Linked DNA regions of Mus musculus: region 1 is linked to region 2. The links are chromatin contacts, called in public promoter capture Hi-C maps. All regions are on one chromosome and are shown on one strand. The core of a region is the stretch at or near the end of the contact, and the rest is flanking DNA. Distances in the headings are between cores, read along the strand shown.

What was found. Capture Hi-C pulls out chosen DNA fragments and counts their contacts.
Region 1: a promoter capture Hi-C map of adipose tissue shows a contact between it and region 2. The contact joins two enhancer-like sites. A contact is called at or near these places in 2 of 15 datasets of contacts at CTCF or cohesin (the NIH/3T3 cell line and large pre-B cells), 3 of 484 Hi-C or Micro-C datasets (bone marrow-derived macrophages and liver), 29 of 115 datasets of contacts at active chromatin or transcription factors (the 230-238 cell line, the NIH/3T3 cell line, acute myeloid leukemia and 21 more) and 3 of 9 other capture datasets (adipose tissue, liver and pancreatic islet).

Annotation. Positions count from the first base shown.
Region 1 is chr10:4,333,166-4,335,865 of GRCm38.p6, forward strand. The region is part of intron 2 of Akap12 (A kinase (PRKA) anchor protein (gravin) 12); the gene reads left to right. Among named protein-coding and RNA genes, the nearest start is that of Gm40592, 24 kb to the left of the region's middle. Within about 2 kb of position 1,301, at least 264 of the 459 cell types and tissues checked have an H3K27ac peak or open chromatin away from gene starts, as enhancers often do. A contact at or near this core is called in adipose tissue, where this site is marked.
Region 2 is chr10:4,064,583-4,067,282 of GRCm38.p6, forward strand. The region is part of intron 20 of Mthfd1l (methylenetetrahydrofolate dehydrogenase (NADP+ dependent) 1-like); the gene reads left to right. Among named protein-coding and RNA genes, the nearest start is that of Gm40591, 23 kb to the right of the region's middle. Within about 2 kb of position 1,374, at least 14 of the 459 cell types and tissues checked have an H3K27ac peak or open chromatin away from gene starts, as enhancers often do. A contact at or near this core is called in adipose tissue, where this site is marked.

The DNA.
Region 1 (2,700 bases), core at 51-2,550, 270 kb after region 2:
TGTCTACAACTGAATACTGGGAAGTGGTTCTGTATTCTTAGTTCCCTGGGCCTTCAGGGATCCTGGGACACTGTGGGGGAAGTGTCTAGTTTAATGTGGACCACTGACCCTGCATATAGGGCTTCTTATCCATGATCTACACACAGGGAATAGATGGTGGGAAGAGAGATGTCTGGGTTGTCTGAAACCCCACCTATTGGGAATGCAGAGGGCAAATGTCTGCTCCCAGATCTTAACCAACCAGGATAAGACCCATTGCCTGGCTTGCCGAGACTCAAAGCCAGGTTGGGCGTTGGCTGGGAAGCCTTTCTGGATCTTTGTAATGCTGATATGTGTAACCATTGTCTGATTGCCCAGGAGTTGTCCCTTTTTCGCTCTTTCTGGGCTGGAATGTGGTGCATTGTGCCTCCTGGTGGCAAGAAGCAGCAACCATCGTGGATGTCTGAAATCTTTCTTTCAAAAAAAATTTTTTTAATCCCCTTTTTATGTCGCTTGTCTCTGTCTACTCTTTTTCCCGCACCGATCTCCCCGCTCCAGTTCCCTAAGTAGTCATGAACAAGGCCTTCAAGTCTGACGAGAAGAGCAATAATATAACCTTTTATTTTGGGGTGGGGAGAGGTGGTTCGCTCCAACAGGCCAGTTGGACCTATCCTAACTGAAGATCCAGCTCATTTATTACTTGTGTCTTTGTAGAGAAACAATCTCAAGATTAACAGAAAAGAAATATTGGGCTGCCTGGATTTTTAATGCAGCTGTTTTATTTGCTATACGCTTGTAACAGGAGGAGAGTGTTGGTGAAGTTTCAACCCAATGTTTAGCTCATTTCTACCACGAAAAGTAGAGAGACCCAAAGGTCAGATATTTCTGCTTTTTAGAAAGTTGTCTCGGTTAAATGCTAAAGATAGTTCGCTTTGTGACAACCCTTTGCAAAAGGCCTGGGATCGCAGAGAGTTGTGGGTCTTTACGCTGACCGGAGTGTAGGAAACGGTTGGCAACATACTATGGGCTTTAAAAAGGAAATGCCGCTTTGCACCTCATCCACCTTTAAAAATGGCGTTAAAAATCGGAGAATTTAATATCTGTGCAGTTATTGCCTTTACATAATTTTAAAAGTTTGAGATGCAGGAGTCGGTGCCAGGGATGAAGTCACCGCTTGGATCAAATATTGATGCTCGGGGTCTGGCTCACCCCAGAGACTTAAAACTTTCTCCTGGGTCGCGACAGACCAGGCACAGAGACCAGCCCTGTAAAATGGGGCACGTGACTTCCCCGGGTGGTGCAGCCAAGTCCGGACAGAGGTGTGGGCTGGCTGGCTGTGGGCGGGGCCTACGGCGTGGGCGGGGCCGTCCTATAATTAGCCAGAGAAGCGCTTCTCCAGTGCGCATTGCTGCACCTCCAGGGCTGGAGAGCTTCCTTGATGCTCTGAGGACTGCATTCCTTTTCATCTCACTGGTTAGCCGGGAGTAGACAGAGGAGAAGGAGACTTCCTGCCGTAAGAGGCCGAAAACTGTAACTAAATATGCTGGGGACTATTACCATCACAGGTAAGACTGGTGACTCTTCTTCCTGCTGATGTGACTCTGGAAGAAGAGTCTCAAGAGGTGAGCCGTGTGGCTGGAATTTTATTAGCTTTCAATTATCTCTCCCTACACTTTCACCGGTGTAGGGAGAGATAATTGAATATGGAGAGCATTCCATAGCCCCTCGGAAACCAATGAACCGCACATTTTATTTTTATTTAAACCAAAATCTTCCTGGAAGCGCTCACGGGACAATGCATCTGGTTGGGAGCCTTATCCGGTCCCCTTAGAGAAGTGGGGGCTGTGCTGTTGAGAGAAGCCACAGCAGCTAGCGAGTTGAATCAGCATCAGATTCACTGTGGATAACCTGCCCTAGTCTAATTTTAAAAGTTCCTATGTCTGAGAAATTGTAAGCGTTCAGTGCTTCCTAGAGCTCATTAAATAAGAACGTTGAGTGAAGTCGTGTATCAGGCTAATATTTTAGTTTAGTTCTGTCATACGTGGTTAGTATTAGCCATAATACTAATACATAATACATAGTTACTAAACCTAAGGGAAGAAATGCCATTTAAGTATTAGTAAAAAAAAAAAAAAAAAAAAAAAAAAAGGTAGTGAAAATAATTATTTTTCCCATGCTTGTTTTCTAGGACTCTACTTGTGTGAGTTGTAATGTTATGCCAACTTCTAGAAGTGGGCAGTCTACGCCAGGCGTTCAGAATGCATTTGCAAATCCACTAACTTGGCGTTTGATAGATAGTCTGAGACTGGCTATATAGGAGAGTGCGTGTTTACGCTCACTTTCCCGTTTACGCTCTTAGAAAATTAAACTCCACTTGCTAACTTACATTTACAAAAGTGGCTCCGATTTAAATATTTAAGATGAATGCTGCCAAATCTGTTGTCTCAAAGTGGGGCGTAGACTTTCCAGGGCTTCCATATTTTTTCTCTGTGTGACTCTTCCCCCCAAAGCCGTGTCTCCCTGTGGAATTTTAAATGACTTCAAAAGTTTAGCAGAGCTAAAAATATCTCTCACTTCCTATAGTTTAGCTTGTTTATGCCGAGGGCTCTTTCATAGTCTGTCCCATCTGTCATGTCTCTAGTCTTTCTACTGCTGGCCAGGGTGGACATTTATGAAACCTACAAATTAAAGACGTTTTAAAAAAATGAATAGCATTCTTCT
Region 2 (2,700 bases), core at 124-2,623:
CGATTTGAACCCAGTCCTTGGCCCTGATCTGAACTCTTGCTTCTGTGTCTTACTACCTGTGAATGTGTACTTGGGGTCCACACCACCATCGTCCAGCCCTGTGTTTGCACACAATGGGACTAATGTTTGTTGAATGAAAACCTAATAGTACACATCAGTTATATGAAATACTTCCCCAATGACAGGGTTGTCTGCAATGCCAATAGGCTTTTTAACAGTGAACATAAACATATCTACTGAATGGTTTATTGAAGTAGCAAATAATTAAATTAAAAGTAAATGAATGCTACAAAGGCATGTGACTGCAAGTCTAGCTACATAGGAGGCTGAGGCAGAAGGATGATTTAAATTCAGGAGTTCAAGACCAGCCTGAGAAATAGAGTGAGCTTCCCAAAGACCCCATGTCAGAAAGGGAGAAAGGGAGAAAGGGAGAAAGGGAGAAAGAGAGAAAAAGGGAGGGAGGGAGGGAGGGAGGGAGGGAGGGAGGGAGGGAGGGAAACAAAGAAAGAAAAAGAAAGGGAAGGAGGGAGGGAGGAAGGAAGGAAGGAAGGAAGGCAGGCAGGCAGGCAGGCAGGCAGGCACTGGAGAGATAAGCAGCTGATACAATGTTTCCTTAACATTCATAGCTCCATGGGTAGAAGCCCAGGAACCCCATAGAAACTAGATGTGGTGGTGCTTGCTTGTGATCTCTGGCCTCAGGAGGTGGATGCTGAAGATCAGAAGATCAGCATCCGCTTCAGCTATAATGTGGTCCGAGGAAAGCCTGATCTACTTGAGCCCCTGTCTCAAATTTTTAGTTGGGAGCTAGAGAGACAGCTCAGGATTAAGAGTGTTTGCCCCTCTTCCAGGGGACCAAGTTGGGTTCCCATCCCCTGCGTCTGGTGACTCACACCTAACTCCAGCTCCATAGGATCCAACACCCTCTACAGCAGGCATATGTACACACATGGTCTACACTCACAAACACATGTAACACATAAATAAAATAAAAAATTAGTCTTTTTTTAAAAGGAATTTTAGAAAGAAAGATGTTTTAAAAGACGTTTTGAACTGTAGGAATGTTCAGCCTGACCTTGGCCAGTTTCTTCATGCCCTACGTAATGCAAATGTGTTTAACATAAGCTCTGTGGCTCATTCCCGTTTGGATTTATGTATACCCCAAACAGCGTGCTTGGCATAGCATCCTGCTTATCACCATAAAATGTGGAGTTCAAATTCGGCCCTTGTCAAAACATCGGGGCGCAGAGATTAGTGTTGTGGCAGTTGACATAAAATGACTTTTAAAAGTGGTCCTGAGGTTAAGCTGGGGTTTTGTAACTCGGCGATTGCATGGGCCTTCTAAGGGATTTTCTTTAATGTCCGTTGCACAATAGGTTTTCAGATTACGTTACAGGCCTGCTATCTTAGCCCATCTGGGCCAAGCACATCTAGCCTCGGGATGCTGGACAGGGGCCAAATTGCCTTTTATAGTTGCAAAAATTGCAATTATGTGAGGTTGTTTGCTACATTTTTTTTAGCAGTATTTGATATAATTACAATATTGTACTGTTCCTATACAAGTCACATAATAGAATTTGAGACAAGGAATGCTGGGGAACTTGCAGTTCCTGAAGAAATATAATGTATTATATCTTGTCAGAGGCTTCTTTGCATCTTTAGGGAAGGGCATTCTGGAGGGAAAGCAGACCTCTAATGCGTTCTCAAACCCGCAGGCCTCTCGCCACCTGTAACTATAAATGCTCTCATCATTTCCCTACTAATGTTTTAGTACAAAGGCTGTTGTGACAAAATCCACATAGGGTTTGAGGTCCTGTGGGCTGCTTGTCTAGCTCACAGCAAAACAGGGTTTAAAAATCTTAGAGACGGGCTGGAGAGATGGCTCAGTGGTTAAGAGCACTGACTGCTCTTCCAGAAGTCCTGAGTTCAAATCCCAGCAACCACATGGTGGCTCACAACCATATGTAATGAGATCTGATGCCCCTTCTGGTGTGTCTGAAGACATCTACAGTGTATTTATATGTAATAAATAAATAAATCTATAAAAAAAAAACTTAGAGACAAAAGAGGTGTCTGAGTGAAATGATAAAGATAGACCTTCAGCAATAGAAGAATGAAAACCAAGTCAAAACCTAGAAAAGAGCATCACAGTAGATAGATAGCATCTGCCTTGGGCACACCTGGTCATGTGTCTATAACCTGACCAGGCTGTTCATAGACACTGTGGCTGTTCACAGCCTCTGGAGACTTCACCAGTGAGATAAAGAAAAGAGCAATATAAAATGCATAGATAGTAGTTTTAATATTTATGTATGATCATACAGAGGTAAAATTCAAGAAGCCAACTAAAAAATTTATCGTAAGTAATAAAAGTTTTAGTTTGCCCGGTTGGCTACAGTATAAGTACGTGAAAGTCAATAGCCTTCCTTTATGTGAAGAATAAACATATTATAATGTGGACTGTGATCCTGTTTATTCATCCCCTCCGTGCTATAAAGTACCCAGGAGTAAATTTAGAAAGACATGGACACAGAGAAAGAAGAATACGGCCATTTGTAAAGCTGAAGGTTACAGATCCAGTGAGACTGGAGTGAAGACCAGGAGTCCCCTCACTCTCTCCGACGACTAATCCCCAGGACTGTGCTGTCTTACACTGATGAGGGCAATGAGCCATTGAAAAGGGACTCCTTTTAATCTTTAAAG